Linked DNA regions of Mus musculus: all the other regions are linked to region 3. The links are chromatin contacts, called in public Hi-C and HiChIP or PLAC-seq maps. All regions are on one chromosome and are shown on one strand. The core of a region is the stretch at or near the end of the contact, and the rest is flanking DNA. Distances in the headings are between cores, read along the strand shown.

Region 1 (4,232 bases), core at 1,400-3,899, 260 kb after region 3:
TTCCCAGCATGCTCTGAGAAGCACAGACCGTGACTCTGTCCAGTACCCAGGGGCCAGGCCCTCAGGCTGTGCTCGGGGATCTCCTCTCTGATTCGTTACCAACTTCAGCCAAGGGCTGCCTGTCAACCTCACCAAAGCCGTCACTTCTGGCCTCTCAAACCTGATGCCAGTCCCGGGCAGGCCAGCCCATCCTCTGCTGAGAAGCTGAAGCTGAAACCACAAAAGAAAGGAAGGAAAGAAGAGGCCCCAGTCTAAGGCTTGACCCATGTGACTTATAAGTCACTATTGTGTATGTTCTACATCCAGTAGTGAACTGTTGGAGATACAGTCTGAAAGCAGAAGCTTTTCTAAAAGGGTCCTGGAGCCTACAGGATGCACTCCCCCCTCCCCCTCCCTGCTCCCCTCCCCCTCCCTGTTCCCCTATCTCTATCCCCATCTCCACCCCATCCCTGTTCCTCTCCCCATCCCCATCTCCACCCCCCATCCCACCCCACCCCCACCCTACTCCACCCTAAGGATTAGACCTGGCACTAAAGTGACTTAGATAAAATAGATTACTTATTAAATGTCCTTCTGGGCCCAATGCAGGGCCAGTCTCCTTTCTAAGTCTCTTCTTTAATCTTCCCACACTGTCCTGAGAGGTAGGAATTGTTCTTTCAGATAGAAGGCCTGAGGCTCAGAGACAGCATGACAGTCCCCACTCTCTGGCCAGTCCTGAAGCTGAGTTCCCCACATCCCCCCTCCTGTATCCCCCACCCCCACACGTGTAGCTCACACGCTGCCCTGTCAGCTGAGATTGATCGTCATGAAGCAGGCTGCTTTTTAAAATTCTCCTTTTAGCCATAGCGTTTTTAAATTAATTTTTGAGGTTAGCATACAAAGTAATGGATTTCACTGTGGCATCTTCATGTGTGGGTGTCATTACACTGTGTCCTCATGGGCTGTCTTCCTTACTGTCCTCCTCCCCAGGGGCTCATGGCCTTCCACTCTTTCTTATACAACATCTCTTTCAGAGGAAAGCAAACCCTTGACTCATCTCCACCTTGGGACTTTCCTCAAGGATTTTATTTCCGAATCTGCTCCACAGAGGTTCTTATCAAAACAAGTTAGACCCCTGTGTCAGCCCAGGACTTCCTTGGGAGGGCTGGAACAAGCAGGGTTGTCCCTGACGTGATACATGGCAAGCATTCCCAGGTCCCTGGAGGTGGAGGGATAGGAAGGAAGGTGGGGCTGTCATTGCCTCTGCAAGGCCAGAGGGGTCTAGCATCTTCATAGGGTGCTGATCGAAATGCTATCTAACTTCCAAATGGGTTTCTCAAAGTGATCAAGGAGCAGATGTAGAATACAAATCAAATAAAGAGGTGACATCGAAGCACGCTGGACCCTGTGGATGCTGCCCCTAGCCCTGCCAGATCTGCCACACTGGAGACTGTATCTCTCTAAGCACTCAGCAGGTAGCTGGGTACCACTTGGCCCCACTCCATCTTTGATCACCTGTAGCTTTTACTACTGTGCCCAAAACCAGGATGGGGATTGGGGAAAAAAAATCCCTGATATGAACTTTTCCCTGTGAATGCTTCCCATTAGCAAGACGCAAATGGAACTGGTTAGCAGGGGATTATGGGAAATGTGACTGGGAGGCCTGAACACCCCTGCAACACAGAGAAGAATATATGGATGAGAGAGTGAACTATGAGTATTGCCTGGGTCGCAGCTACCAAACCCTGTTGCCTTGGGATCTAATTTCTCACATGGATTGGTCCCCAGTGAGGCGGCAGCCCTGGACTGGCTCTGCTCAAGGAGAGCCGTGACATTTATATATGTAAAGGCTTTCTGAAAGGGGAGCACAATTCTGGGGTTTTAGAAAGTAGGAAGGAGACCAAGACACAGCTCCATGCTGCCTCTCTCGGCAGCCTGAGGAGTCCCCTCATCTTCTAGGAACCTTAGTGTGGGTCAAACTGAGATTGGTGGCTTCGGAGCAAAGAATTTTAGGTCGAACCACTTTAAACATAGAGTTAAATATGAGAGGTAGAAGAAAGAGAATTCAGAAGGAAACACAAGGCCTGCCTGAGGGCACGGACTTGGGAACTGCGGAGAGTAATACACACACCCACGTGTGGGCAACAGGCTCCTCAAAGGACAAAAGTCCTTGTCTTATTAGTAATTCTATATGCTATTTTGGAGATGCTTGAGTTATATCTCAAAGGGTTGCTAAGAAACATATATTTCCTTCTCTCTATCTTTTGATAAGTGAGGTGGGTCTGAGCCGGCAGAGATGGAATTGTAACCTGACAGGCTGCACAAGAGGGTTAGTACTTGCCTGTCCCTGTAAACAGGGCGTCTAGTGAGAATCCTAGGAAAGCACACGTTTGCACCTGTGACAGGGCAAAGGCCTTAAGCAGGGGCTAACCCCGCCGGAACTCTTGCATCCCCGCTGGAGAGAAAGGTCAGCTGTGTTCCGGGACGAAGCCTCCTCTCTCCTCATGTCTCCAGTTTTCCCTGTCTTCCTACCTGCCTCTCACACTGTTTGACTGCAGTGATCTACCACAAAAAGCCAGAGAAGGCTGGTGAACCCTAGGACTTCTCTCAGAAGCCCTCGCCTCCTCCTCTTCCTGCCCACATCCCCTCCCCAACAGGAAGTCTTGGGTTAGGTTGCCGGAAGCAGACAGTGAAGCAAGTGTTGCCTACAGGAAGGGAGGTGGGAATGAGACCCAGGAGCAAGGACTGCAGAAAGAACTCAGAGAAGCAAGACCAAGTCCACAGCTAGATCAGCCTCTCTTCCTTCTTCACCATCACAGCCCCATCACTGACTGACATTTCTTATTCATTGATTGATACAACAGTCCCCTAGAGTGAGACTCGGTGCCCAGTGGGGTACTTGGGCAGAGCATAGTATAGCACCCCTGGAGACTTAGCTGGCTATTCAGTGGCTGAGGAAGAGGCTCCCTGGGCATCGTAGTGAGACCCATATTTAAAACAAAGAATACTTGGCACAGGGTAGGCCAAATGTCGTGTTGTGAGCTGGTCATCTTGTAACCCGGAGGGTAGCTTCTAAAGAGGCTTCCTTCATTACTCAGGAGCAAGAGTCCTTCCTCATCCAGGCCAACGGCCCTCTGAGTAGTTGACAATGATGAAGGGAAACTGAGTGGCAGGTCGCTCGGTAAACTGCGTCACATGACACCTGTGAGCACCTGAACTAATGTGTTGCACACGCTCACATGAACACACACACACACACAATTTTTAAAGTAACAATAAATTTTTACAAAGCAGGAGAGTGTTTTTCTCTCCCACCCATTCCATCTGGCCACGCACACGCCCCCACATGCTTTTTAATATAACCAGCAAAGAATCCACCACCGGACAGACCACATTCTACTCCTAGTTGCCTTTGGGATTCTTCAGATGCTGGCAAGAGATCGGCAAAGAATTTAGGGCTCTGCCCTTGGGGGGAATTTCTTTCCATTTTCTCCTTGTGGAGAGTGGTTTGCATCTTTCCCACCCAGGTAAAGTGGTCCATTTGCATAAACATGATCTTTTTGGAAGGTGTTCTGTGATTTCCAATCATCCCTAGAAATAAAATCACAGCTCCTGTCTCACCTTCCCTTGAAGTGTTTTCACACTTTAGGGAATTGCTTACTGTCACCTGAATGTAGAATTGGGTGGGTGTTCAGTTTCAAACTGATACTACTCACAGCTGTCTACAGGGCTTCTCAAGGTGTCAAAGTGGCTTTGGAAGGTGTTTCTGAAGATGAGGTGCGGGATCCTCTTAGCTCTTAAAGACACAGGCCTGCCTCACCTTAGGGACTGCCCCCATCCCATGCCCCACCCCACCTCCACCCCAGGCATTCTCCTGACAATGCAGTGCGTATGGACCACCATTGCCCTGGCTGCAAATGCTCCGCACACAGTGAGAGGAAAGCAGGATTCCATGGAAACAGCTTCCTTCCTGAGTTTTCACCAACTCCAGTGAGAGAGCCTGCGTCTTAAATAAAACAATTAGGGATGTGGCTCGATGGTAGAGCACTCAGCTCATGTGCACAGGGTCCTGTGTTTGATCCCTGGCACTACTAAACAAAATGAAACTGTGATCGCACTCGTGTGTGTGTGTGTGTGTGTGTGTGTGTGTGTGTGTGTGTGTGTGTGCGCGCGCGCGCATGTATGCCTGCGTGCACATGGAAGCTGGAGACGATCTCGGGTATTGGTCCTCACCTTTCACCGAGTTTGAGACA
Region 2 (4,254 bases), core at 99-2,598, 470 kb after region 3:
TTATGTTCTTGGGCTAATGGAGCAACACTGCCCCCTGACACAGTGACCACCCAAGCAGCAAAGCCGCCCTCGGCTCCTTCCTTCTTGCCTTGGGAGCTTTCTTTCTGATGACTCAGGAACTTTGTGTGAATGAGGGAGAACGCTTGGAGATGAGCTTGTACCCACCTTAGCTCTACAATAATTCTGCTTCCTAGAACAAAACTTGAGGTTGTATCCCAGAGGGAAACGGGAATCAAGATACGGACCTATGCTTTTCATATGAAACCGTGCCTGAAGCCGTTTGAGTGATTGTTTGAATGTTTCTTAAATTCCTTGTACCTTTGTAAAAAAGTAAATAAAAAAATAATTAAGAAATAAAAGTTAAAATAGACACAGAATCGTGCAATGTAAGAATATGACAATCTACTGTGGGTGGTAATTCCTGCCTGTAATCCCAGTTCATGGAAGGCTGAGGCAGGAAGATTGAAAATTCCAGACCAGCTTGGGCAAAGGAGTCTAAGACTCTGCCTCAACCAAAATAATAATAAATAATAACACCAGACTCGATATTGCAATGCTTGGCGATTTCCTTTTTGTTAATTCGTTCTACAAGTACCAATTTAGCACTAGGTGTCTGGACCAGATGATACCGGACCAGGTTGGCAAACTGGTCAGTAAGGTCCGAATACCCTTGAAGTGCTTCCACTTGTGTTTGAGAGAATTCGTGAGGGGCAGGATGGGGCAGGGTGGTCAGGCGGCTGTGGGTGGAGAATGGACGCTTCCTGAAGAAGGAGATAAGCCACACCTCCATGTGATTGGGGGACAGTGAGCAGCAGCTATACCTTAAGCAAGAACTGCAAAATGCCCCGGCTAGAAACAGGGTGGGTCATTCACCCATCAAGGCAAGAGAAATCAGAACATCTTCAGGGCCTGGGGCTTTGAAGTTTTAGCCTGAAGATAATTGGGGCTTCTTGGAAGTATGTTCCAACTTCACCCCCACCTGCCCCCACATGGCTGACCATAGGGAGGAAGCACTACAGGAAAAGAACAAAATGAGGTGTAGAAAATGTAGGCCCTCTGGGCAGGCCACACCACCTACTACGCACCTCCGCAGTTTGCCAGAAGCCCAACATCATCAACAAGCGGGAAGCCAACCTTCCAGTGAGCCCATCAGTGCAAGCACCCGCGTTCCTATCTATAGTGACCTCCTCCTCCTCAAGGTGAGAAAGAGTGGAAGGATGCTGTGCCGCGGATCCAGCACTAGGTGGGACCAAGCATCAACTCTCCAGCAGGTCATCGCCCCTCCAGTTTGCCACTGGGAGCTGGGTCGCCCGCCCCGCCCCGCCCCGCCCCTCCCCGAGCAAGGTTTCGATTTCTGCACCAACCCAACCCGACCACACTGCACAGAGAACAGCGGTTGCCACTGAGAATGGCGAGCGAGACTACCGAGGCGCGGGCGCCCTTTCAGCCCGACGGGGCGTATGGCTGGCGCTGTCCGGAGCACAGCGAACGCCCGGCTGAGCTCTTCTGTCGCCGCTGCGGCCGCTGTGTGTGCGCGCTCTGCCCGGTTCTGGGTGCGCACCGCGGCCACCCGGTGGGCCTGGCCGAGGAGGAGGCTGTGCGTGTGCAGGTGGGAAGCCGCGAGGGCGTGCACCGCAGGTCTGGGCGGGCGGAGATTGAGCACAAGAGTAACCGTCAAAGGAGGGTCAAATCCCGTTAGGACAGGGAAACTAAAGGGGGACCCTGAGGTCCTCTAGATAGTAGACAGTAGGATCGGGAGGCAGAACCCTATGGAAGTGCAAAAGTTGCTCAAACCACCAGCGAAGCTTCCCAAGATTGGCTTGGGGTACAGGAGGCTCAAGCTGGTTAGTACTCACACGTTCTTTACCGCTTCTGCTAGGGCAACTCCCCAACCAGAGTCAAGGACGCGGGAGGGACGTTCGCCTAACAGAGCACAGGGGAGGATGAAGTTGGAAAATTGGGAGTTTACAGCCAACCTGTGATATGTAGAGAGACTATCTCAAAAGACCAGATTGTAGAAAAAGAAAACTGTATGTATGCGTGTGTTCCATGAAGCCTGGAAATGTCTCTGGACCCTGGAGTTCATAAAAGGCCATTCTGAACTGGGACCTGATGGCCTATGTTGTTTTGCTAAGTCAATAAGGTCCCTCTTCCTGCCTTGAATCCGGCTCCTCCCCCTATGCAAATACACCACTGTCCCCTCTCCCACCCCACCCACGGAAGAGGCTTGTTAATCACAGCCTTATCTTCTATAGATAACGAGAAAGCAGGACCCCCAGCCGGCTGCCCTGGCTCTGCAGAATCTATTCTCCTCTCTGCATTTGAGGAAGGCAAGCTAGCCAGAACCTTCTGAACCCCCGGGGCTGATTTTATGTTTATCTCCAAGAAGTCTTTGTAATTCTGCCCAAAGCACCTTCCTTTCTGCTCTCTCCTGACTTAACCACCCTTGACAAGACTACAACTCCAATCTGAATTGGGCCTGAGGGAGGACAGTCTGACTAGTGGAGTCCTGCCCCTGCTTCCAGAACCATCCTTCAGCAACTGTGAAATGACTGCTAATAAGGATCCTCAAATGCTGCTACTCGGAGACCCAAGGCTATGCGTCAACCTAGGCACCCTTCCTCTGTCTATCCACAGAGCCATTCCTTCATCAAGCACATACTCAGCACTCAGCGCCATGGCTTGTACCGTGAGCCAAGTCAGAAATCAGATCCTCGCCGCATCTGGATGAGTTAGTTGCCTGGTTGGTCAGGGGTAGGATAGTAGCACTGCAATGTACTACATATCATACTAGGGAGCCCAGGGTGGTGGCCAGTGAGAGCCAGAAAATAGAACTTGGGGCAGGAAGCCACGCAAGCACTTCCCCAGGGAAGTGCCATTGGGTGGACATGAGCTCTTCTGTCGCCGCTGTGGCCGCTCCGTGTGGGCGCTCTGCCGGGTTCTGGGTGCGTACCGCCGCCACCCGGTGGGCCTGGCCGAGGAGGAGGCTGTGCGCGTGCAGGTGGGAAGCCGCGAGGGCGAGCGTGCAGCGCAGGTCTGGGCGGGCGGAGTTTGAGCACAGGAGTAACCGTCAAGGAAGCGCTTTGAAGGGTAAATAGAATTTCATGGGATCAGGAGACAGAAATTCCAGTGGCTGGAGGTGGAGATCCTAAACCAGAGAGCTAGGGTATCCTTGGGCCAGCTTGAGCAATAGGTGGCTTAGATGTCCCAGATGATGAGTATGTGGAAGCTGAAGCCAAGGCTGACCCCCTTCCCTGCCCCCATTTACCACTGCGGCAAATGCTTGTTGGATGCTAACATGGCAAAGTGACCTGCACTGAGCATGTGCGGCTGGCCAGCCACTCTGATCTCATTTACTCCACACAGCAAACCTGCTTGCGATGGAGGAAACAGATTTTGAGCACATGGCTGTAGAGCGAGGACTAGGACCTAGGTTTATTCTTCCTCTAGAGCTCATAACGCCTGCCAGCCTCCTTGAGCTTCCAGCTCTCCCCTGGAAATTGACATGCCTTAGTATTATTACTCTTGGCTGATTAAGAGTCCAGACCCCGAGGGCTAGAGAGATCGCTCAGCGGTTAAGAGCACTGACTGCTCTTCCAGAGGTCCTGAGTTCAATTCCCAACAACCACATGGTGGCTCATAACCATCTGTAAAGGGATCTGGCACCCTCTTCTGGTGTGTCTGAAGACAGCTATAGTGTATTCATATACATAAAATAAATAATTCTTTTTTTAAAAAAGTTCAGGCCCCATCCCCACCCCTGTTCTCAAGAGTTAGGCCCAGGTGCCAAGTGGAAGACCAGCTGTAGAGAAGGCTAAGGTGGAAATAGCTACCCCTTGGAGGGAAGAGACCCAAACCAGGTATTAGAAAAAGCAACTTCGCCGGGCGTGGTGGCGCACGCCTTTAATCCCAGCACTCGGGAGGCAGAGGCAGGCGGATTTCTGAGTTCGAGGCCAGCCTGGTCTACAAAGTGAGCTCCAGGACAGCCAGGGCTATACAGAGAAACCCTGTCTCGAAAAACCAAAAAAAAAAAAAAAAAAAAAAAAAAGAAAAAGCAACTTCTAAAAGCAGACAAACAGAAATAGGAGCCAGGCATCCAGGCTGTGGCATCCCTGACAAAGGCCTGCGGTGCAGAGGGCCAGAGGCTCTGCTCACCCTGCATCTTATCACTTGACTTTGGGCAAACTACTCACCGGCAGAGCCCCAGGCACTTCTGCTGGAAAAGAATTCAGTGCAGCGGTGGGTTAGTGGTTT
Region 3 (4,340 bases), core at 355-2,854:
CGGGAGCCAAGCCAAGTCCTTGCCTTGCTTGTCATCCTCTAGAATAATGACAGTCCTGTTCAAGGGGCAGGTGTGGCGCTTAACTGGCAGTCTGTGGGCTCCTCACAAGGAAAGCACTCTGACACCCGAGCTCCTGGTCATTTTTTTCCTGTCTGTCAGGTGGGGGTCGGGCTGCAGGAACGATTCATCAGCCACTTGGCACTGCCACATTGACCAACACGGAGCCGAGGACAGGCAAAAGAGCTGGGTGATGGGATGTACCAGCCAGATTGATTGCAAGAATTAATGGAAAATATTTGTTAATTGGATAGCAATTAACTTAATGCACATAATTCGGTGTGCAAACCACAGTCATACAGAATACAGAGCAAAGAAAACTGCCAGGCAGAGCAATACCAGGTGCCTGCTGTCAGCTCCACTCCCCTTCTGCCAGGAGCTTAAATGTGTCCTTTGGCATTCCTGAGAAAAGATGACTTTTTTTGAAAGTAATTTTTGGCTGGGAAGATTTGGCCACATCATTACCAATGAGTCTATTTTGTCATGCAGGATATGGCCTGTTGACATCCTTCCATCCTCTACTGAATGTCCCAAGAATGGACGCAGTTGCTGCCACGGCCCCATGAGGTTTTAGTATGTGCAGAACCTGGGCAGCAGCCCTGGGAGCCCTTCTGGCAATCTTATACCTGGAGGAATACTCCATACTGGCTCCTGCCCACACTCCTAGACATCCCTGCAGCTTCCAGCATTTTCTACAGATTTGGCCTTGCCTCTCTGCACAATGAGCCATTCAGAACACTCGCACAGTGCTTCCTACGCGATGGTATTGCTGCATGAAGTGGGGTCTACTCCCCGGGACATCCATAAGAGGTGAAATCCCAATAAGGACCCCAGGGATGTGTGTGTCCATTGCATCATGAGAAATCATGTACTGCTCTTACCGCAGCAAATAAACATTACATGCTTGCTGTTACCTCCCAATCTGTGGCCTGCAGGTGCATAGAATGTGACCCAGAACATCTCTACATGACAACATCATGCTCAATGTCAAAAGGTAACTAGGGCGATGCTAGGTCTCCTTCAAATCCAAATAGGCACACACTGTGGCTATCTACATATCCATATGTAAGTCCCCTGCCCTTCCAGGGCCACCATTCTTGCCATTTACAGCAAAGGGATGCTCAGAGAAGTTAACTTGGTGGAGATTTGGACTCAACTTACATATGAAATTCGCCACTTAGGAATTGTAAGCACAGCAGAGGGAGTGCTAGGGTATGCTCATCCCACCCGAGGTCCAGAGACATGAGACCTGGTTGAAGTCCTGTTGACACCAATGAGGGCAAGCAAAACATATCACCTGTCTCTGGAGCCTGGGTTTCCCTGTGCAAGACAGAGACAGCAGATGCTCTGTGTCTAGGTTGCAGCGAGGACTGAGGTCATACACGCTGGAGCTGGAGCGCAGTGTCAGCTGAGAAGTGCAACACACAAACTAGTTAATGGCTTTATTCTCCTGCCCCCCCCACCCCCCCCCACTATGGTGGAAGAGGAAGAAGCTCAGAGAATGAGGAAGTTGCAGTAGGTGGAACTTCAGAGTTGCCATGGGAACCAAAGCTCCGAGGCTGATCAAGGCAGGAAATACCATCTGGCTTTAAAACACCAAAAAAGCCTCCACTCACCCCGGACTTCTTTCTGTAAACAGTGAAATTAACAGCATCCCCGGCTGCCATGTCAGCCCAGAGCGAGCATGGGATGGCTTGTCATTCTCTTGCTGTCCATGGTCAGATCTGATCTAGACAGAGCCCCTCAGGAGATTCGGATTCACTGGCTGTCATATGCAGAGACTTAAGTCACCCGGTAACCCTGAGCTGAAATGGGAGGAAACCCTCCCTCTCAACCTCAACCCTTCCGCAGCCTCTGCAAACCTGAGGGAAGGATATAAGTGGTACCCAGAGACTGCAGCAGGGAAACAAGGGTCGCAGCCAGTCCCAACTCTGGAACATCAGGTCAATGACAAAGCAAAGTCAGATTTTCAGTAAGTTCACTGTGACTTTCCCTCCTGCCTTTGCTATTGCCCTTGCTTCCTGGGAAACGCTAGGCTTGGGACTTCTCTGGCTCCCCATAGACTCCAAGCACAACGTTTCTTGAGTCTTGCATCTCCCAGGAATCTGGCAAGGGGAGAGCTAGCACATCTGTTGGTGTTTCTGTAAAGTGCACATATGAAAATGAACGGGGATGCGGTTTTCAAACAACAGGGCTGTGCCCTTAATGCTTTTCAGGATCCAGGGGGAACACCCTCTTTTTGACAGCCCCTCAGGGTGAGCACTCACAGGGATGGTGACTTTTACCACAGGGATTGCCAGGAACCACGTAGGCAGAGAGCACTACTGGGAGTCTGGACTCAGGGTGCTGTGCTGTGCAGCCTCACTTGCCCTCTCTGAGCCCACCTTCTACATCATAAGAGAGTTCTGTGGGAGTGTCTCAGGCACCTTCTCCAGTCTTGAGGTGCTGTGACCTGAGAACCTGTTGCTGCTGAAATCACCCGATGCTTTCTTCATCCAGTAACACCAACCAGAGTTTAAAGTCCTCTGTGACTGGGCTCTAGAAATTTCCTGGGAGTGAGACTTGGGGAGGAAAATGGTCTCCATGTCCTTCAAGCTAAGGGGCCACCTCAGACCATCATGTCCACACAACTCTAGAGCCTTTACCTGTCACAAGGAGTGTCGGTGGCCAAGCACTTGGCTATGTTTGCTCTAAGTCACCCTACTACATTCTCCGACACCCAGACTGTGCCTGACTGAGCACCTCATCCACGAGGCCATGGGCAGCTTCATTCCTGGGCTTACGAAGGCTCGTTCTGCAGTGACACCCTCCCTCACTTGACATGGAAAGTCTCCTGGGGCACTCACTTCCCAGGCTCTGGAAGGGCAGGCCTTTCCAGCTCCCTGCACCTGCTTGGCGCTGTTGGAACTACTTCCCAGTAGGCAGCAAGCTTCAGCAGCCAGATGTCGGATCTCTGGGGCTGCCAAGCGCTGAGCACTACCTAAGCCATGGGGGAGAGGAGACCTGGGAAGTGCCGTGTGTGACTGCTGCTCACCTGCTTCCCAAGGCAAGAGGATGGTGGGGAGGATGGAGAGCAGCCAGAGAGAACACAAGGAAGGCCATTGAAAGGCCTCAGCCCTCAAATCAAATGGCTCCACTGTTCACTCAACCAAGAGAAAGGATGGTTTGCCTACCTGATCACCTAGCAGGGTTACATTACTGTGGAACCGTTCAGTCTCAACAGCTCCCTCCATAAAGTGGGAGAATAAATCCCTCCTATTGTGATAATGGGGGGAATTAAGTAAAAAAAGGTCTCCCTGTACATACCACACAGTAGGTGCTGAGCAATATGTAAAGACCTGAATGCCTGTAATCGTAACCCTCAGGAGAGAGAGGCAGGAGGATCACAATTTGGAGGCTAGTCTGGATTATATAGCTATATTCTGTCTCGGAACAAAAGCCTCCTTAGCTTGGTGAAACATACAAACAATTCTAGCCACTGGCAGGCTGAGGCAGGTTCATAGCCAGCCTGGGCTACAATAGGAAGCCCTTTGACCAAATGAAACAATCCCTACAGGCTGGGGAGATCTTCAGTTCCTCTCCTATCCACGTGTCCTCGTGTTCTCAGGGAAGGTGCACACTCCAGGTCAGGGGACAGCGGTGCTGTGTGCAGATTCCCCCTTGGCTTTCTGCCCCACTTCTGTGTGTCTGACCCCAAGTTCGGCTGCTTCTGCAGCCGTGAAGTGGTCACATTCTAAACTTTTGAACAAACTTGAAGGCCTGCAAATGAATGTGAGGTGTGTCCACTCCCTCTAGACAGGACACCTGAGGGGTGGGAGCTGACGTGCCCACTTTCAGTTTCCCTTCACGTTTCTTGCCGTTCCCTGGAAGGGGACCTGCTTTGGAAGCCAGCTGTGCTCCACACATAATGCATGTCTTTCCCTCCTATTCAGCATTGCTATTTCCAGCTATGGTGTCACTGGCAATGGCGATGGTTAGTGTGGTCCGCAGAGAACAAAGTCTTTGGCGAAGAAGAGTCCTCAACCTGGGAAACAGGCAGAGAGCATCCACCTCCCAGGACACAGGGTCAACACAAGGCCGAGCAGGAAACCTGGAGGGACAAGCTTCCACTTCGTTCCCACAGTTCCTGCCGCTTAGAGAACACAGTCCAGGACGCTACGTGGATGTGACTCTTGGTTTTGTTTTTGTTTGAGATAGAATTTCATACTATGTAGACCAGGCTGATCAAACTCACCATCTTCCTGCCTCAGCCCCGCAGCTCCCCATCTCTGGGATTACAGCTA
Region 4 (4,297 bases), core at 80-2,579, 280 kb after region 3:
ACCCAAGGACAAGACCATCATTCTAGAGCAGCTTCGGAAGATCTCGCTTCCACTGTATAGCATCCTGTCAGCTCTCACTATCCTCGGCATGATCATGGCCAGCGCCTTCCTCTTCTTCAACATCAAGAACCGGAACCAAAAGTAAGCAGCCCTGCCCTATGCTGGGAGAATGCTTTTCTAGTGGGCCAGTCCCTTGCTTCACCAATGGGGTCACAGCATGGCAGGCTTTTCCGGTAGACCAGCCCCTAGAGCACAGTGGATATTTTGGGGTGGGTTCCTGAAGTATGCTGCCGTTGTTGCTAAGATACTGTAGGGCGCGCGCGCGCGCACACACACACACACACACACACACACACACGGTAAGGTGCAGCTGGACTGTTGGAGGACTGGGTTAAATAAAGTGGAAGTGATAAACCCAAGCCCATGGACCTTAGAGCTCTGGACATGCTCATCAACTTGAGTTACTTCAAGAGCAACGACACAGAAGACCCCAGAGTCCCCAGCTTCTCAGGCCCACTTCTAGCACCTTTAGGCACTGCTAGTAGAAATGAAGTGGTCCTTTCCTAGTGAGGTCTCCAGTGACAGAGCCCCCCCCCCCAATTGGGACAACCCATGTCAGTTCAGAAGGCCCCTCCCTCACATCTCATTTGACCCTTTCCATGACTCCCAGTGTCACCAGGGGTCTGTTGTCCATGAGTGGTCTAGCCTTTTGGTTCTATCTCAGCCTTTTGAGTGTTCTCGGCTCTCCCCAGGAAGTCCCCACTCTGAGGTACTGTGCTCAGCTGTCAGTAGCCAGGCCAGCACTCCTTGATCTTGACCAGGCAGCCATCTTGGCCTGTTTCCATAGGAAATCACTGAACCCACTCTTGCTTTGTCATGGGGGAGACTGGACCAAAGTTAGAAACCTGTGTTGGAGGAGCCTCACATGCACCCAGGGGACATGGGGCCCTTGCCATTGTCCCTGAAGCTGCACTGCATTCCCCCCACACTGGTAGGGACAAGGGCAGTACCAGGGGATGAGTTTTACTCTGGTGTTGCTCCTTTTTCTTCTTGCCAAGGAGGAGCTGGGAGCCTTTGAGCCCTGCGGGTTTGTTTGCTTATTTAAGTAATTGTTTAGGTCAAACCCATTTCCTGAAGAATAAATGCAATTCACCCGGTGTCTCTTCCTAGCCACCTGCAATTTGCACAGCCACTGGAACCAATCCTAAGTGAGGGTTGCACCTTTTGGCTTAAGGCTCAGGCATCCAGTTGCTTCGCAGTGCTGTCCAGCCCTCCTGCATGTCTAAGGAGATCCTGTCAGAGCTGCAAACTGCCTCACTAGATTAATTCTTTAACTTCCCCCTCGTGGCCTCTTGGAGAAATTACCAGAATGATTTATTCGGATGGCTCAGCCATTGAAAAATCTGCAAAACTGTGGGAACTCAATCTCCCTCCCATTTCTCTTCCTACCCACCATTTTGCAAACCACCCTCTCCAGGAAGCTCGCCAGTCCTATGCTTGAATCATTCGTAGAATTGCAGAATACAAGTAAAATGTTTGGGGAGCAGCTGGCTATTGCTACAGTCTATAAAAGGAACCACTCCAAGCCAAGCCAGTTGTGCCTGGGGAGCCAGGTACGCTGAGTCTTAAAAGTTCTAACCCTCTTGGAGTTTAGCTCAGCAAGCTCAAACTTGGTTTGCTGGGCACTTAGAGGCCACAGCAAGATTCCTGGAGGATGTTTGGGAGTGAAAGGCATACCTCCACTGGTCTGGTGAGAAAGAACAGAAAATGGTGTGAGGGCCCAATTGCCCAACTCCTGGCGTAAGGGTTGTGACTGGGAGACATGTCACTACCCCATTCCCCCTTTGCACATGGAACAGTGCCGGGGTAGGGGGAGGCTTTCTGAGTGTTCTAAGGGGGCTCACTTACCACCTGGCGAGCAGTCTCTGAGCAACCCAGCAGGGCTCTGTGATGTGTACAAGTTGGGCAGGGGAGCATGGTATGGGAACCACACTCTTCACTACACTCATTCAATTAGACTCCTGTTCCTGACCCTAACCCAAAATGCTGTAAGCTGAAAATTACAATAGATGAAGCTGTTGAAGCTGTTGCGTCGTGACCTCTCCCTGGTGGACTGATAAGTAGGCTTGAGGAAGGAGGTGGGACAATATGCGGCTGTTGAGGTTCTCTACAGAAGCAGTGGGCATCATCAGCCTGGAAGTGGACCGGCTCGGGGCCCTGTTCCCTCGTTCCTGAAAGTTTGGCAGCAGTGCTCACCTGGCATGTTTGGAAGACACTGTGTAACCTAGTGCCTCTTTCCACCAGGCTGATCAAGATGTCAAGCCCCTATATGAACAACCTCATCATCCTGGGTGGGATGCTGTCCTATGCATCCATCTTCCTCTTTGGTCTCGATGGATCCTTCGTCTCAGAAAAGACCTTTGAAACACTCTGCACGGTAAGCCCTCATGTATGTGCCAGTCATGCGTGACATAAAGATCTCTCCGTGGCCTTGTCATCGGACACAGCTGTGTGGAAACACACCGGGATGAGCAAGAAACAACCAGATTAGACCAACAGCTGCACAGCCCAGACAGAAGTGCCTGTGTCTGACTGCAGTGAGCACGGACAGTGGCTGGACCACTGAGGTGACTCTGTGGCAGACAAGCCACTGCCAGATGAAGGACCAAAACTAGAAAGCTCTGGAGGAGGGAGGTGTGGGATACTGGACAGGCAGGGGACGACACTGACCCTCTGTCAGGAACAAAAGCATTAGTACCCAGAGTCACTGGGGCATATGAGACGACACACCTTTGATCTGCTAGCCTTGATGTGGGAACCTGATAGGGATGTTTCAAACCAGTATTTTCATTACTGCTCAACACAGAAATCTGTTATGAAATATTTTCCCTAAAATCATTCCTCCTATAAGTGTGTGTGTGTGTGTGTGTGTGTGTGTGTGTGTGTGTGTGTGTGTGTGTGTGTGTGAAGGAAGGTATGTGTATGTGTGCACTGGTGCATAGGTTTGTGCATGTGTGCATATAGAAGGTAAGAGGTATACTTGTGTGTGTGTGTGTGTGCACAGATGTGTGTGGAGGTAAGTATGCACATGTGAGTATATGTGCGATTGGGTAAATATGTGTATATGTGTGGTTTTTTGTACAGGAAGTGTGTGCATGTGTGTACACGAATGTGCGAGTGAATGTGTACATGTGAGAGGGGGTGAGCATGTAAGGATGTACAGGTATGTGTGTGCAAGTGTGTGTGTGCAAGTGTGTATTGGTGGAGATGTGTGTGCGGGTATGTATGTGCAGATGTGTGTGTGTGCAGGTGTGTATGTGCATGTGTGTATGTGCAGGTGTGTATTGGTGCAGATGTGTGTGCAGGTGTGTATGTACAGGTATGTGTGTGCAGGTGTGTATGTGCAGGTGTGCATGTGCAGGTGTGTACTGGTGCATATAGAGGCCTGAGGTCAAATCTGAGTGTTGTTCCTCAGGAGTTCTCAAGACTTGCCAGCTAGGCTAGACCAGTTAGCCAGCAAGTCCCAGATACCCTCCTGTCTCTACCTCCCCTGCCATGTGTCACCATGCTCAGTTCTCACAAAACCAACAACAACAAAAGAACTGGGTGAACACTGGGTTCTTAACAGCAACCCCCCTTACACACACACACACACACACACACACACACACACGGGCAATCACTGGGCCAGCTGTATCCCTCAAATAGCTGGAGAGGAGGCTCACAACATCAGTTTTGGTGAATGATGGATGGGCAGTCCTTCCTTGTGGCTGTTTCCTTGGGATGTGAGAGCAACATAAGCCCTCTACAAAGCCACCTTTCCAGGCCCTTTCTACTGCTCCAAAACTTCAGGTTGCCCACTGCCCAGCCACGGGGAGTGAACGGTACCCAAGAGAGGATCCTAAAATATGTGCATAAACACACACACACACACACACACACACACATACTACATCAAGCTTTTGGGATCACAGGTATTCCCAGGGCTGTGAGGCAGCCTCAGATGGCAGTGCCCAGTCCCCACTGTTTCTGAATAAGCAGTGTCCTGCCCTTCCTGGACTTTGTCTTAGTGTATGCTGAGCTCATCAGGCCAGGGAGCTGGGTCCTGTGCTGCCCTGAGGCACCTCGCTAAGTACCTGGGAAAGAGCAAAAACATCCTCAACTTCAGCTGCAAAGGCTTGGAGCCCCTCTGCAAGGTTAAGAACGATGATGATAACAATGATGAGCCTGGTACTGGGATTCTCCTGACGACCTCTAGGCTACACAGCGGTCCAGCCCCTCACTGGCATCCCACAAG
Region 5 (4,335 bases), core at 335-2,834, 300 kb after region 3:
AGCCACATCTCAGCCTGTACACGGGTAGAAAGATTATGATGTCTCAGCCGTTCCTCCGCCTGTACACGGATGGGAAAATTGCTTGTTTCTGCAACTCATATACAGGAGGTGTTGATAAACCTGCCAAGAATGCTTAAAGCGCTTGTAAAATATGATTTGGATTCTTGGCAGAAAGGAAAATAACATTTTTTAAGTGCCACTTTTAGTAATGAGCGTGACTGTTGATGATACAGTTCTGGGTTTCAGGGAGAGATGTGGGGTGCAGGAGGGACCTGAGAGAGGTCAACAAGCAGGTGACATCAGAGGTTCCCTGTGAAGGCCTCAACTCAGGGCACAGGGATGCACTAGAGGTGGGACCAAGGAAGAGTCCAGGAACACAGTGATGCTCAGGGTCCAGGGATGTAGGTGGGAGACAGAAAGGGATGCCTGGCTGGAGATGCCTGAGGCGGATGGGAAGAAAGTCATGTGAGTTCAGTGGATTCAGATACAGGGAGGGAAGGCTGTGCCTTTGGAAAAATCACACAAGTTCTTGGAAACCAAAGGGTAAAATGCTTCAAGAAGGAGGTTTTGATAAGCCATGCCAAGTGCTGCCTTTAGAGCAAGTAAGATAAGAACCAAGAAGTGACAGTGAAGAGAGAGAGAGAGAGAGGGAGAGAGAGAGAGAGAGAGAGAGAGATTACTTTTTCATTTGAGAAAAATAGTTTGTAATGAATTCACCATGAAGCTCAGCTCAGCCTGTATGTGAATAATGTGAAAGTGGCCGCAGCCCTAGCCAAAGGCTTCATTTTTCCTTCCCTCTGTGCTGGGCCACAGTCCATGCATCCATCTGACATTCCAAAGTAGTTTCGATATGGAGAGACACAGGGGAAGCACTCAGCGTTGCTAAGTGTAAATGGTCAGACAAGCCACAGAGGGCCACTGTTGCAGCACCCAGGGGCCACCACGCAATGTCCCCCATTTGCTTCCCAGGCAGGTTGCAATGAAAGCCATCTCACATACTGCGGCCATCTATGGGAGCTGGGGGTGGCAGGGAGCACACACTTGCTGAAGTGCTAGGCCGTCCATCCCCACAAACTGCCCAGACACTGAGTACCTCAGGAGCTCCCTCTACCTCAGGTTTCTGTGGCTTTCTGGCCATTCTGGCATAATGAGGTAACAGGCAGTTTGGCACACAGGGGCGCTTCAAAGTTCCCTCCGCATTTTCTCAGCCTCACCATTCTGTATTCACAGAGTCAAATGGGGATTTGGATGGAATAAGGGAACTGCTCCTGGCTTCTACCAGCAGTGTTTCTATGGAAACAGGTATTGGAAGAGGCAAACACATGGAATTTTAAAGAATTTTAACTCTTATCTTCTACCTCCCTCTCCAGCTGTTTGGGTGAAGGCAGGGGGTAGAGAAGACTGGCAGGAGCTTCCTGGGCACGGCTGGAATCTTCACAAAGCTGACCAGCCTCTGAGTGCTCACCGTAAAGCAGACAGTAAAATGGCAAAGGAAGGAGAGTGCCAGCCAGAGCCTCCTTAGGCTGCTCACAGTTGGCCTAGTGGCCCAAGGCTTTTGAGGCTCAGGTCACATTTCCCGGGTAGCCGAGAGTCGCTGCTGAAGCCACTCGCCCTGGAAAGCAGGGCAGGTGTCTGTCACACAGGGCAGGTCTCTGTCCAACATAGTCATCCTAAATAGCCAGGCCTGGATCCCAGGAGACAGTCCATAGTTCAGGCAGTCCATGGGCCTCAGGTTGCCTAGCAGAGTCATCTCAGGGCAGGCTGACCCTTGGGAAGCTCTGACCGTGCCAGCCTCTGTCAGAGACTGAAGTCTGCATTCGTCAACTAGGCCAGAGGCTTCCAGCAATTTGGGGGCTGGCCTTCAGTCTCACAGTCTCATTTTATACCCCCCCCCATAAAGCTTGATCAGCTACTCCAGCCAACAGCTGCTTCTCTCCCATGTGCGTCTGTCCGCTCTACACAGCACACCCTCCCTCCTGCCCCAGAGTGCCGTTGTCCCATGTGAAAGTCCCACCTTGAGCTGTGAGAGGTGGCTTAGCAGGATTTTCCCAGGAGCCATGGAACACATAGGAAGCCTTGGATGCCTCCGTCCATCTCAGTCACCTCACCCTGTGCACGCCCTCATTCTGGTCCCAGCACTGGTAATTTGTCTGTGCACCTGTCCCCCTCGTCTGTGACCTCCTCAGAGGCCAAGGCCATCTGTGTGTCCCCAGAACCCACCACTAGGGCCTGGCTCCAAGCAGGCTCTTGGTAAATATTTATCGAATAAATCACTCCCTCCGCCTGGAACCCTCTCCCCATGCCCCATATGTCCAAATTCAAACCATCTGTCTGGTACCCATTAAGCCAGCGTCTCAAAAAAAGCCTCTCTGCCGAGTTGCAATTTAACTTAATGCCAGCCTCACCTTTTGTCAAGAGCTCACTTCTGGGGCCAACACTGCCAACAGAAGGATAACTCAGCATGTCTAGGAAGGATGCTAGTTCTACTGCTGACCCATGCCCCTGAGATAAGGGCCCACCAGAGACTGAAGGAATGAGGTGCCAGGCTTGGGCCATGCTCACCCGTGAACTTCAACTTGTCTCTTCTTCCTTCCTGAGACCAGGAAGTTTTAGTGGAAGAGTCACATTAGTTTTTAAATCACCATGGTTGTTGTCATCATCATCATATTTATTTGTGTGTATATGGATGTGTGTGCTCATGTGTACACATTTTTAGCCTTGGCTGCTATCAAGTTAGAGCCAAATCCAGTGTTCAAGGGCAGTCACCATCTTACCAGGGGTTCCTGAAGGATTATCTTGCCCTCCTATGTCTGATCTTTACTTTTTAAATATCCTGTTGTGTTTGGAAGGTTATTGTGTATTGCTTCCAGCCTCTTGAGAGAAGCAAGGTGTGAATTCCAGGTTAAGTCACAAAAACTAGGACTCAGAGCTTCATCAGAGTGCCAGGATGCGCACTCTATGAGGGTGGATCTATAAGAGAATGTGTAACAGCTCTGTGTCTGCAGAACCTTGGTTTTACACTTGAGTTACTGTACTAAACCTTAGGCTTAATACTCCAAAGAACTACCCAGGAGTGGGTGTGGGTTAATATCCCTCATGGGGCACGTAAAGAGAATGATAACAGGTATTAGTCAGGGTACACTAGGTGTCTTAGTGTTTACTTAGGGTTTTACTGCTGTGAACAGACACCATGACCAAGGCAACCCTTTTTTTTAACTTTTTTTTTATTAGGTATTTTCTTTATTTACATTTCAAATGTTATCCCCTTTCCTAATTTCCCTTTGGAAAATTCCCTATTCCCTCTCCCCTCCCCCTGCTCACCAACCCACCCACTCCCATTCCTGGTCCTGGCATTCCCCTATACTAGGGCATAGAACCTTCACAGGACCAAGGGCCTCTCCTCCCATTGATGACCGACTAGGCCATCCTCTGCTACATATGCAGCTAGAGCCACAAGTTCCACCATGTGTTTTCTTTGATTGGTGGTATCGTTCCAAAGAGCTCTGGGCGTGCTGGTTAGTTCATATTGTTGTTCCTCCTGTAGGGTTGCAAACCCCTTCAGCTCCCTGAGTACTTTCTCTTGCTCCTTCATTGGGGGCTTTGTGCTCCATCCAATGGATGACTGTAAGCATCCACTTCTGTATTTGCCATGCACTGGCAAAGCCAAGGCAACTCTTATAAAGGACAACATTTAATCTGGGCTGGCTTACAGGTTCAGAGGTTCAGTCCATTATCATCAAGGCAGGAACATGGCACCATCCAGGCAGGCATGGTGCAGGAGGAACTGAGAGTTCTACATCTTCATCTGAGGGTCACTAGGAGAAGACTCGCCCCCACATGGTGAGGAGGAGGGTCTCATTGCCCACCCCCACACCTCCTTCAGCAAGGCCACACCCACTTCAGCAAGGCCACACCCACTTCAGCAAGAACACACCTCCTAATAGTGCCACTCCCTGGGCCAAGCATATCCAAACTACCACGCTAGGCTTTGCTGCATCATAAACATTGCCCAGTAAATTCAAACAAACAAAAGCCTGACACTCGGCTCAGCCTTTGCCCACTAAGAATCAAGTGTGGCTTTCCCCATGATGTCTTCCTTCTGGGACACAACTGGCAATACACCTCTGGGACTTTTTGTTGTAGCAAAGGAAAAAGACTCTCAGGCCAGGTGCGTGTACTGGGTTTTAAGTTCTGTCTGTATACCTCCTGTTACTGTCACTCATTTCTTCATTCTCTATAATGTGCCTTGTGCCCATGCCTGAATTCAGTGTGGCAGGGAAGAGAGATTCCACAATACTCAGAAGATAAGAATGCAACAGGCAGTGCTGGCCAGCC

What was found. A called contact is a pair of places that touch in the nucleus more often than the background predicts. HiChIP or PLAC-seq counts read pairs in DNA pulled down with a chosen protein or histone mark.
Region 1: a Hi-C map of bone marrow-derived macrophages shows a contact between it and region 3, with 38 read pairs. The contact joins two enhancer-like sites. A contact is called at or near these places in 3 of 484 Hi-C or Micro-C datasets (bone marrow, bone marrow-derived macrophages and embryonic stem cells), 11 of 115 datasets of contacts at active chromatin or transcription factors (DN3 thymocytes, the HPC-7 cell line, T-cell acute lymphoblastic leukemia and 7 more) and 2 of 9 other capture datasets (embryonic stem cells and liver).
Region 2: a contact with region 3 is called in a Hi-C map of B cells, with 2.0 times the contacts expected there. The contact joins the promoter of Trim14 here to the enhancer-like site in region 3. A contact is called at or near these places in 4 of 39 promoter capture datasets (cranial neural crest, embryonic stem cells, neutrophils and 1 more), 1 of 484 Hi-C or Micro-C datasets (B cells), 2 of 115 datasets of contacts at active chromatin or transcription factors (craniofacial prominence and large pre-B cells) and 2 of 9 other capture datasets (embryonic stem cells and liver).
Region 4: a contact with region 3 is called in a Hi-C map of bone marrow-derived macrophages, with 34 read pairs. The contact joins two enhancer-like sites. A contact is called at or near these places in 1 of 39 promoter capture datasets (neural stem cells), 1 of 484 Hi-C or Micro-C datasets (bone marrow-derived macrophages), 4 of 115 datasets of contacts at active chromatin or transcription factors (bone marrow-derived macrophages, embryonic basal ganglia, forebrain and 1 more) and 2 of 9 other capture datasets (liver and pancreatic islet).
Region 5: an H3K4me3 HiChIP or PLAC-seq map of forebrain shows a contact between it and region 3, with 4 times the contacts expected there. The contact joins two enhancer-like sites. A contact is called at or near these places in 1 of 39 promoter capture datasets (neural stem cells), 3 of 484 Hi-C or Micro-C datasets (bone marrow-derived macrophages, hematopoietic stem cells and liver), 5 of 115 datasets of contacts at active chromatin or transcription factors (bone marrow-derived macrophages, embryonic basal ganglia, forebrain and 2 more) and 2 of 9 other capture datasets (adipose tissue and liver).

What each region holds. Positions count from the first base shown.
Region 1 is chr4:46,750,913-46,755,144 of GRCm38.p6, reverse strand. All of the region lies in intron 7 of Gabbr2 (gamma-aminobutyric acid (GABA) B receptor, 2), which reads left to right. Among named protein-coding and RNA genes, the nearest start is that of Gm32208, 97 kb to the left of the region's middle. Within about 2 kb of position 2,649, at least 40 of the 459 cell types and tissues checked have an H3K27ac peak or open chromatin away from gene starts, as enhancers often do. A contact at or near this core is called in T-cell acute lymphoblastic leukemia, bone marrow-derived macrophages and regulatory T cells, where this site is marked.
Region 2 is chr4:46,533,235-46,537,488 of GRCm38.p6, reverse strand. It overlaps Trim14 (tripartite motif-containing 14), which reads left to right and starts at 1,348. Exons shown (of 6, transcript NM_029077.4): 1 at 1,348-1,609. The coding sequence starts at 1,409. It overlaps Coro2a (coronin, actin binding protein 2A), which reads left to right. Exons shown (of 12, transcript NM_001164804.1): 12 at 1-552. Gm16731 (predicted gene, 16731) reads right to left here and starts at 1,588. Exons shown (of 4, transcript NR_151695.1): 1 at 1,426-1,588; 2 at 166-318.
Region 3 is chr4:47,008,390-47,012,729 of GRCm38.p6, reverse strand. No RefSeq gene overlaps it. Among named protein-coding and RNA genes, the nearest start is that of Gabbr2, 19 kb to the right of the region's middle. Within about 2 kb of position 1,604, at least 147 of the 459 cell types and tissues checked have an H3K27ac peak or open chromatin away from gene starts, as enhancers often do. A contact at or near this core is called in B cells, T-cell acute lymphoblastic leukemia, bone marrow-derived macrophages and 3 more, where this site is marked.
Region 4 is chr4:46,732,198-46,736,494 of GRCm38.p6, reverse strand. Gabbr2 (gamma-aminobutyric acid (GABA) B receptor, 2) reads left to right here. Exons shown (of 19, transcript NM_001081141.2): 10 at 1-141; 11 at 2,305-2,437. Among named protein-coding and RNA genes, the nearest start is that of Tbc1d2, 84 kb to the right of the region's middle. Within about 2 kb of position 1,329, at least 9 of the 459 cell types and tissues checked have an H3K27ac peak or open chromatin away from gene starts, as enhancers often do. A contact at or near this core is called in bone marrow-derived macrophages, where this site is marked.
Region 5 is chr4:46,707,625-46,711,959 of GRCm38.p6, reverse strand. The region is part of intron 13 of Gabbr2 (gamma-aminobutyric acid (GABA) B receptor, 2); the gene reads left to right. Among named protein-coding and RNA genes, the nearest start is that of Tbc1d2, 60 kb to the right of the region's middle. Within about 2 kb of position 1,584, at least 25 of the 459 cell types and tissues checked have an H3K27ac peak or open chromatin away from gene starts, as enhancers often do. A contact at or near this core is called in forebrain, where this site is marked.